Regions from separate parts of the Sus scrofa genome. Here region 2 is linked to region 1. Evidence: chromatin contacts called from public Hi-C data. All regions are on one chromosome and are shown on one strand. Each heading gives the region's core, a stretch centred on a gene start, on an enhancer-like site or on the middle of the called end of the contact. The rest is flanking DNA. Distances are from core to core; before and after follow the strand shown. Region 1 holds the start of SHISA4 (protein shisa-4). Region 2 holds the start of GPR37L1 (prosaposin receptor GPR37L1).

Region 1 (4,908 bases), core at 1,089-3,588:
GGTGTGGTGAGATCACATCACACAGAGGACAGGGTGTGGTAACCTATCTGGAGGGGGACGGGGGTCCCCTTGGGGTGCTGCTGAAGGGACGACCAGTGGCCAAGAGGACGAGGGAAGGTGGTTACTCTGATCTCAGAATGGCCTGGCAGCCGGGTGGGCAGACCCTGGGGCATGCGGGGGCCTGGGCAGGCTGCTCTGATTTGAAGAGGAGCATCAAAGAGGCTGGAGGAGGCCTGGGCTGGTCACTGGTCGCAGCAGGAATGACTCAGCAGAGCACTCCCACACCGCCCAGGCCAGGCCCAAACCGGGTCACAGGCACAGCCAGCGCCCCCCCTCCACCTGCTCCCTACCCCCACCCCGGACCTACCTTCCTTCCCACACATCCTGTGGGGCTGAGGGCAGGGCACCAGCGATTCCTGAGGACGCGCTCCATGCCAGGCCCAGCACGGGCACTTCTGACCTGTTTGAGGAGAGGCAGGAGGCGGCTTTGAAGTCACAAAAGTCCCATTCCAAATCCTGGCCCTGGGAGCTGGAATTAACTTCCTCCAACCCAACTCCATCTGCACAGTGGGGCCAACTCACTTGCAGAGTTATAGCTGCTAGTGTTATTGTCATCACAGTCCAGGCCCCCAGGGAGAGTGTGCCAGGTCCGTGTGGCCGTGTTCGGGGCCAGCGCCGGAACTGCTGTCCTCTTTTCGATGATAGCCATTCTGATGGGTGTGAGGCGACATCTCTTTGGGGTTTTGCTGGCATTTCTGGGATGATTAGTGACGCCCAGCATCTTTTCATCTGTCTGTGTGTCTTCTTTGGAAAAATGTCTATTCAGATCCTCTGCCCTTTTCTCTTTTGTCCCCGCCCACAGCATGTGGAAATTCCAGGGCCATAGCAGGGACCTGAGCCACAGCAGTCACAACCCCGGACCCTTAGCCCACTGAGCCACCAGGAAGCTCCCTAGATCCTCTGCCCATCTTTCTTTCTTTCTTTCTTTCTTTCTTTCTTTCTTTCTTTCTTTCTTTCTTTCTTTCTTTCTTTCTTTCTTTCTTTCTTTCCTTTCTTTTTGTCTTTTTAGGGCCACACCCGCAGCAGACGGAGGTTCCCAGGCTAGGGGTTGAATCGGAGCTGTAGTCACTGGTCTCACCACAGCCACAGCAGCCCCAGATCCGAGCTGTATCTGAGACCCACTACAGCTCATGGCAATGCTGGATCCTTAACCCACCGAGTTGAGGCCAGGGATCAAACCCACATCCTCATGGAGACTAGTCAAGTTTGTTACCACTGAGCCACAACGGGAACTCCCCTCTGCCCATTTCTAATCAGATTGTTTGTTTGACGTTGAATCGTATGTGCTCTTTATGTATTTTGGATATTAGCCTCGTATAGCATATATCGTTTGCAGATAGCTTCTCTCATGAGGTGGGGGAAGTCACTTGGATTTAGCATGCCTCCGCCACTCACTGCCTCTGTCACCTGGACACTTTAATAACTTCCTTGAGTCCTAGTTTCTCTGTCTATAAAAGGGACTGGCAACACCAGTGAACCTGGTTTAGCTCATGGGATTGTGGGGAACCGCAAATGAGGGACATGTCCAAGCACCCTGAGGGCTAAGGGAGGCTATGGATTTTCTCCCCAGAAAATTTTGGTCCCCTGCATGTTCCCGGTCCGTGTGGCCCTGCAGTAGGGGCCTGGCCACCAACACACAGTACAAACTTAGCAGGAGACTGAAAGAGGTCTCGCTGTAAGGAACTCTGGCCCTTGCTCTGCCCTGCTTTCCTGCAGCATCTCTGCGGGGCTGCTCTAGAAGAAAGGGGTTTTCACTCTCAAGGCCGTCTGACTGGATGGGTCCCAGGTGGCCCCAGCGGCCAGCCACCCGGAAGCGTGAGGCCATAGGCTGGCGCATGCCAGCGCTGACCACTCGGAGGGGGAAGGGGCCGCTCAGGGAGCCAATGCAGCTGGCAGGGTCCAGGCCTGTGGGCTCGACGGGGACAAAGCTGCTCTGAGCCGCCTCTCAATGGGCGCCTGTGTTCCGCGGTGGGGGCAGGGTGCTCCGGGCCTCCTCCTGCTCCTCCCCGCCGCCGCAGGACGTCTTCGGCTGGACACTGGGGCAGAAGTGGTCCCGCACAGGGAAGGTCCGGGTCGGCCCCTGTGCCTGGGCTTTCGGAGATGGCACCAGGATCAGGGCTTCTGGGGCCCAGAACGCTGATTGGGCCGAGGCAGGGGGCGGGCCCAGGCCCGGCGGGCCCCCACTGTGCCCAGCCGCTTGGTCGCGGGAGCCCGCGCGGGGCGTGGCCAGGGGCGTGGCCGGCGTGGACCCCGGACGGGCGGGGCGCGGGGACAGATCACCGAGGACCAGCCGAGCCCGCCCCGAGGAGGCGGGGAGGAGCCGGGCGGGCGCGCTGGCCCCGCGGAGCTGGGCGGCCGGCGTTGTCCTGCGCGCCCGGCGGCCGCTCCACGCGCCCCGCTATGCCGCCCGCGGGGCTCCGCGGGGCCGCGCCGCTCGCGGTGATCGCGCTCCTGGTGCTGGGGGCGCCCCTGGGTAAGGGCCGGGGGCCGCGGGCGTGGCGCGCGCGGGGGAGGCCCTGGAGGAGGCGGTGCCCGGGCGTGGCGGGGTCCGTGGGAGAGGAGGGCAAGAGTGGGCTGACCCCGGGGGGGCCGCTCCAGGCAGAGGCCTCTGGGCTCAGGGACCAGGGCAGACCTTCGGGTGGTGAGAGTAGGGCGCGCGGGAGGGGGGCAGCCAGAGACCCGGCCCGGTGGCCACTGGGCACCCGCACCCCTGTCTGCAGCGCTAGCCGGCGAGGACTGCCTCTGGTACGTGGATCGGAATGGCTCCTGGCAGCCGGGCTTTAACTGCGAGTTCTCAACCTTCTGCTGCGGGACCTGCTACCAGCGCTACTGCTGCAGAGACCCGACCTTGCTCATCACCGAGAGGCAGCAGAAGCACTGCCTGGCCTTCAGGTGGGCTCCTCCCCTCCTTGTCCACCTCCACATTCTTAGCCCAGACCCAGGCTCCGGCTAGGGGACAAGGCGAATCTTGAGTGTCCAGCTTGGGAATTCCAGGAGGGGCCGTTAGTAAACACGTCAAGTGCTGGTGGGGCTGAGCCCTCCCCTTGGCCCTGCCCTGGCTGCAGAGGGAGGGTGCAGGGTCAGCGCCAGGGCCGGTGTCGTTCTGCCAGGAAGGCAGGAGACCCAGTCTCATGCCTCACTAGCTGCGTGGTCTTGCAGAAGACACGTCCTGGGTGGGTCACTTTCCTCTTCATTGAAACCAGGCCGGGACGGGGGGCGGGGGGTGCCACAGTTAGTGGTTTTCCAGCGTCTTTTTGAAGGGGCCTGCTGACATATAAAACAGGTACAAGAAGACCCATTGCAGTGGGATTTTAAAAAACAGCTCTGGATCATTGCCCAGGGGACTTGCAGGGCTCACGGTCAGAAGTCTAACCGGTTAAGTTGCTGCCGTAGGGCGCCCACTGCAAATCCCCAGAGGCCACTCGCTGGCCAGCAGGCGCCTGGCCTTCCGGGAAGCGTGGTTCCCTAAGATCCCCTGCGGGGTTCCGCAGAGCCCACCAGGAACCCCAAATCTCAGCTCTCTGTGGCCCCCTGCTGGCCAGGAGTCCAAGCACAGCTTTCAGGTCACCCTGTGAGGACTTTCTGCTTGAGGCTTGGAAGGTGAGGCACGCTTCTCTGTCTAAAGCCCCAAGACCATAGCAGGCATCGCTTCTGCCGTGATCCTCTTCGTGGCTGTGGTCGCCACCACCATCTGCTGCTTCCTCTGCTCCTGCTGCTACCTGTACCGCCGGCGCCAGCAGCTGCAGAGCCCTTTTGAAGGTAGGTGCGGGGCTGGGCAGGTGCGCCCCAGACAGGCCTGCTGAGCCCCCGGGTGGACACTGGAGCTCCAGGAGACGTGATTCTGTGTCCTGGACTCACCACCTGCCAGCTTGTCACCCATACACAGGAACGTGCAGGGGCACGTGTGAACACTGTACCCGTGTGTGCCTGTGTTGTCTGGAGGCAGCGAGTGTGTGCACAGGCTTGTGGGACTCTCAGGAAGCGTGTGTGCGGGGGCTGGAGTGTGAGCGCGTGGATGGGCTGGGTGTGCAAAGGGCGTGTGGCTGCGCCTATGCCTAAACCTGCTGGGCAGGGGTCCATGCCAGAGGCCCCCTGGGGGCAGGCTTGCTAAGCTGCAGGATTCCAGCCCCCAGCTGCCGTCTCCTTGCCCAGATAGCACCTTCCCCAGGCTGTGCCCCCAGCCCTCGAGGTCCCCAAAGCCCAGCTGAGGGGAGCAAAGTGCTGACTGCAATTGACCCTCTGGGCTACCTGCAGGCAACCCGCTGGCTCTGCTCAGCAAGGTCTCGGAGCAGAGTTGGCTGGGCCGGCCCTGCTTCCCATGGAGGTGGCATTCTAAGTGCGGCTCCTTGTCCCCCACCCAGGCCAGGAGATTCCAATGACAGGCATCCCAGTGCAACCAGTGTACCCGTACACCCAGGACCCCAAAGCCGGCCCTGTACCCCCCCAGCCTGGCTTCATGTACCCGCCTAGTGCTCCTGCGCCCCAGTATCCGCTCTACCCGGCGGGGCCCCCTGTCTACAACCCTGCAGGTAAGCCAGCCTGAACTCTCGCCCCACGCCCGCACCTCTGTCTCGCGTGCCTGCCCCAGACTTCCAGGCCTGCCCTCCTGTGCACCCTGACCCCCACCCTGTCTCCTTGGCTTGCAGCTCCACCCCCCTACGTGCCCCCCCAGCCCTCCTACCCAGGAGCCTGAAGAGCCGGCCGTGGTGTCTCTGCCATCCCTCAGGGGCGCCTCCCTCTGGACCTCCGTGTGGCCCGGGGGGCGGGCAGGGTCCTCTTCTTGCCGGGCCCCAGACCGAGCCACACCCTGAGACCTTCTGGGAACAGAGCCCCAGGAGGAGGAAAGGA
Region 2 (5,094 bases), core at 2,497-4,996, 150 kb after region 1:
GACTCTGCGGGGAAGCGCTCTCCATCATCCGCTCGATGTGGCAGGAGTGCGCCACGCTGGTTCTGGCTCCACTGGCACCTGCAGCACAGTCATCTGGAGGGTTTCCTGCAGCTGCAGCAGCCACTTCAATGGCGAACCAGGCACCTCACTGTGACAAGCACTGATTCGTCCCCATGGAAGTCCTGCCCTCTCACGCCACCGTCTCTGCATGCACACTCCACCCAGGAGCGCCCTTGGGAGACCTCAGGCCCAGACGACCTGCTGACTTTCACCCAGGAGAAAGGGGAGGGGCAAGAGGTTCTGGGGTGTCACGACCCCCCCTCCTCTTCCTGCGTCCCTGCTCACAACTTACAGTTGTGTTATTTGGGGTTTGGTTTTGTGGGTGGCTGCCTTCTTCCTCAAACGTGAGTCCTGGGGGCGGAGGTCATAGGGTGTTGCTGTCTGTTTCCCGAGTTTCTCAGACAACACCCGGTGCACAGTAAGTCCTCAACCAGTGCTTGAGAAAGGAACCCTGAGATACTCTGGCTCCTTGCAGGGCTGGGAGGGATCCTGATGCTCCGGCCTTCAGAAGCCCACCTAACCATAGCCCTTCCCCTGTCCCCAGAGCAGGACCCAGTGCCCCTGGGCCAGGAGCCCGGAGCAGGGAGAGCTGGCACAGTGGGTCCTGTGGACAACCCCCACCCAAGTCTGGTGCCAGCTGGTGGGGGGCTCATCTTGTCTTGCCCTCCCTGCTTCTTCGGCAGCCTCCCACCTTTCTGTCCTTCAACCCCCAAATCTGTAAAATAAAGACTCGGCACCTGCCTCCGACATGTGGTGAGAGGTGAGTGGAGCTGCCATAGCAACCGTTCATCCCGGCCCGTCGCTTCCTGGGAGCCAGACACTGTTCCAGCAACTGACATAGCCAAGCCCACTCAGTCGTCACAGCCAGTGTGTTACTGTCCCCTTGTTACCGATGAGGCACAGAGAGGCTCAGTACTCGACCAAGGTCACACAGCACGTGAGTGTCAGAGCCGCCAAAGGGTCAAATCCAAACCATCTGGTTCGACCTTGCTCTTGCTCGGGAAAACATCAGCTCTCAGCCCTCCTCTTGGGCGGCACCCGTTCAGTGCCAAGGGACATCCCCAGCCTCGCTCCCACCCTGTCCCAGCCAAGTGCCTTTCCTGTGGCTAGCACTGGGGAATTCCCAGGGAGCAGGATGGGGAATTCCTGGGATCCAGGGTGACACTCTCAGGGCCAGAGGGTCCGCCGTCTGCTCCCCCTGCCTCTGAGTAGGGGAGTCACTCCAGCTTAGTGTGGGAGCGGGTCTTTGCTAGGGAGGCTGATGGTAGGAGGGATGGGGAACCCACTGGTCTGCCTCCTCCGACATGGGGAGTCTGCTGGCCAGCTCAGCAGGTGGACGGCTTGAGATCTAGAGCGAGACAGCCCTGAAGTCCTATCTCTGAGTATCTGGTTCCACCTAGTGGCCTCTGACATCCCAGCTGCCCTAAAGCCCTGGATGCCCAGGACTGGCAGGATTCAGCGCCCCTGGAGCATCTGCCCACCCCCTACGCAGGCGCTGTGGGTGTAAGTTCACGCAGGAGGAACCGAAGGCAGATGTTCCCTCAGGTTGCCACTCGCCAGCACTATGTGGTGGGTGCCTGGCCCAGGAGCTCCACTTCTGGAGAGTGCAATTTCCAGAGCCTTCTAGGATCCCTTCCCGTGTTAAACTTCTGTAAGGCTACACAAAGGAGTGGCCGAGCATTTCAGATTTGGAGTTGGACAAACCTGTGTTTGGATCCCAGCTGTGTGTCTTTAGGCAAGTTACTTCACCTCTCTGATCTGGGGTAACAAGCAAGGGTAATAAGTACAATGACTCTATCAAGCGTTTAGCCCAGCCCAGCCCCTGGCAAGGGCTCTGTGTGCCCTACACTGCACACAAGGCAGTAGGGTTACAAGGATGGCAGCCTAAGTGCCAGGAGCTGCAGGCAGGAGGGAGCTGCCTTGCTGTAGGGCAGGTCTCGGGCCACTCTTCGGGCTGCTGTCCAGAAAGCTCGTCCTGAGGATGGACCCGAGTGTGCTCAGGACCGGGGGTGAGGGGTGGGGGTGGGAGGTTGGCCTCCCTCTGTAGTGGAGGCTGGGGAGTCGGCAGCAGAGAGGCCAGCCAAGTCCTAGTCTGATCTGACTTCGGGGGTAATCTCGGCGTCCTTGCTCTGACGCTCTGAACTCCAGATGTCATCTGACCTCTGGATGGACCCAGCCTTTAGCTGCAGGTAACTCTCCTGCACCTCTACCCAGACAGCCCCCCTGCACCTCCGTGAGCAAAGCAGAGGTTTTCTCCCCACCTCCCACCAGACTCTTCTCTGCACAGGGGGGTCTGGCCACCCACCCCAGACCTGGGGCTCAGCCTCCAGTTCCCCAGCCTCTGCTCCTCGAACCTTGCAGACACTGCCTCCCAACCAGCACCCCTGCTCCCAGCCGCATGAGCCCACTGCCCATCTGGAATCCTTCTAGAGAACTTGCTCACCAAGCTCAGCCCTCCCCACGGCCCCCAGGATGAGAGGCACACCCCTGGGCCAGGCGCACAAGGGCCTTCCTGGTCCTTCCTCTGCTCACTCCCCAGGCTCCTCGCCCCCAACCCCCAAGTCTCCTTGCCAGGAGTCACACATCCCGCTGTCACACCCCCGTGCCTTTGCATGTGCTGCCTTTTCTCCTCTAGCACCCTTCCTTCCCTGTCATCTGTCTAGCCAGCTCACAGCCACTTTTTGAGGTCCAGTCAAAAGTCACCTCCTGTGGGAGTTCCCGTCGTGGCTCAGTGGTTAACGAATCCGACTGGGAACCATGAGGTTGCGGGTTCGATCCCTGCCCTTGCTCAGTGGGTTAAGGATCTGGCATTGCCATGAGCTGTGGTGTAGGTCGCAGACGCGGCTCAGATCCTGCATTGCTGTGGCTCTGGCATAGGCTGGAGGCTACAGCTCCGATGACACCCCTAGCCTGGGAACCTCCCTATGCCGCAGGAGCAGCCATAGAAAAGGCAAAAAGAAAAAAAAAAAGAAAGAAAAAAAAAGTCACCTCCTCTGGGATGGCTCCTGGGTCCCTCCAGGCTCCTTTGGGCTTCCTCAGCGGCCGGGCCCCGCCTTTCACAGCACACATCGTGATGGTTTCTTCACATATTTGTTCGCCCCCTGCGAAGGCTCCTTGGTGGCTGAGGTCTTTTACATTTTTGTGTATGTGTGTCTAGAACACAGTAGGTGCTCAGTAAATACCTTGTGTCTGCATCAGAACATGACATTTTAAGTCTCTGATTGTGGTTGTTCGGGGTTGCGGGGGGTGAGGAGTTGGCGTGGTCATCAGGTAAGCAGGTGGATTCCTGCCTGCTGAGAACAGCGACAGGTAAAATGTCTGGAGTCGGGGAGTTCTCGTTGAAGCTCAGTGGTTAATGAATCTGACTAGTATCCTTGAGGATGCAGGTTCGATCCCTGGCCTTGCTCAGTGGGTTAAAGATCCAGTGTTTCCGTGAGCTGGGGTGTAGGTTGCAGACAGGGCTCAGATCTGGCATTGCTGTGGCTGTGGTGTAGGCGGGCAGCTGTAGCTCTGATTCGACCCCTAGCCTGGGAACCTCCATATGTCGTGGGTGTGGCCCTAAAAAGCAAAAAAAAAAAAAAAGGTCTGGAGTCAGATCCAGGCCCCGGGCCAGCTTGGCTCTGCAGTGAGTGACTGACCTCAGCAAATCTCTGACTTGGGGTATGGTGCTAAAGGCACCTGCCCCGAAGAGATGTGGTGACGCTTACCCCAGAAACCAGCTCAGTTCGGGGCGTTGTCAGGCTCCTAAATGACAGTGGTGTTGGACTGGGTGCTGCCTCGGGGTCATCTGCTGGAGTTGGGGTGGAGCCCTGCCTCTGCCCTGCGGGCCGGGGTCTTCAGGGTTGGGGACAGCTGGCCTCTGCTGCGGAGCTAATCCAGAAGGGCAGCTAATCGCGCTCTGTGCCCAGCAGAGGGCCCTGCCTGGCCCAGCCAGGGCGGGAGGGAGCTGCTGGGCCCCCGGAGCAGGCTGGCAATGCCAGACGCCTGGTGGGGGCGGACCCAGCGGCCAGCTGCCTGTCTCAAGTCAGCCCGGCACTCGGTCCGGCCTCACCTCCTCTCGTGGACAGCTGCCTCCCGCTCGTCCGGCCATGCGGTGGCTGTGGCCGCTGGTCGTCTCTCTCGCCGTGGCGTCAGCTGTGGGGCCCCGCAGAATCCCCGGGGGCGCCGCCCTGCAGCGGGGCCGGTCTGTGCGAGGCACCGAGGAGGAGGAGGAGGGGGCCAAGGGGGTGCAGCAGTATGTGCCCGAGGAGTGGCCTGAGTACCCCCGGCCCATCCACCCTGCCGGCCCCCAGCCCACTGAGCCCGGGGTGGCCACCAGCCCCCACCCGGACGGGGCTGTGCGCGCTGGGGGCAATGCGACAGGGACGCCGGGCCGGCCGCTGCAGATGCAGAACCCCCTATACCCAGTGACCGAGAGCTCGTATGGGGCCTACGCGGTGCTGCTCCTGGCCCTGGTGCTGTTCGCCGTGGGCATCGTGGGGAACCTGTCGGTCATGTGCATCGTATGGCACAGCTACCACCTGAAGAGCGCCTGGAACTCCATCCTCGCCAGCCTGGCCCTCTGGGACTTCCTGGTCCTCTTCTTCTGCCTCCCTGTCGTCGTCTTCCACGAGATCACCAAGCAGAGGCTGCTGGGCGATGCTTCTTGCCGGGCGGTGCCCTTCGTGGAGGTGAGTGTGTCTCCAGCCATGGGGCGGCCAGATGGGCTAGGAGGCCTGCAGGCTGGGACCCTGTCTTGCTTCTTGTCCCCTCCAGGTTGGACTGGAGACAAATGCGGAGTACGCTCCTGGTGGCTCTCAGGTCCCGAGCAGGCCCTGGGTTCCAGCCCCAGCCTGGCCTCTTGCCTCTGAGGGCCCCAAGGCAGTGTCCCCGCTTCTCTGTATGCAGGGCGGTCCCTCCCCTGCCTAAACCCTCCTCCATCTTTCCACCCAAGAGACGGCTTTGTCCTTTGTGCGGCTCCTTTTTCTCCCTCTGAGCTGCCCGTTTACCCCGCACTTTCCTGCCTCCTGAAGCAGCGCCTGAAGGCAGATTCCA

Evidence for each region. A called contact is a pair of places that touch in the nucleus more often than the background predicts.
Region 2: a contact with region 1 is called in a Hi-C map of skeletal muscle, with 9 times the contacts expected there. The contact joins the promoter of GPR37L1 here to the promoter of SHISA4 in region 1. A contact is called at or near these places in 16 of 47 Hi-C or Micro-C datasets (brain, embryonic fibroblasts, fetal heart ventricle and 10 more) and 2 of 2 datasets of contacts at active chromatin or transcription factors (alveolar macrophages and skeletal muscle).

The regions. Positions count from the first base shown.
Region 1 is chr10:24,156,310-24,161,217 of Sscrofa11.1, forward strand. It overlaps SHISA4 (protein shisa-4), which reads left to right and starts at 2,339. Exons shown (of 5, transcript XM_021064525.1): 1 at 2,339-2,533; 2 at 2,781-2,952; 3 at 3,686-3,819; 4 at 4,422-4,589; 5 at 4,707-4,908. The coding sequence starts at 2,461. The coding sequence ends at 4,753. It overlaps LOC110255659 (a long non-coding RNA gene), which reads right to left and starts at 890. Exons shown (of 3, transcript XR_002336278.1): 1 at 583-890; 2 at 368-460.
Region 2 is chr10:24,302,985-24,308,078 of Sscrofa11.1, forward strand. GPR37L1 (prosaposin receptor GPR37L1) reads left to right here and starts at 3,747. Exons shown (of 2, transcript XM_021064532.1): 1 at 3,747-4,730. The coding sequence starts at 4,149.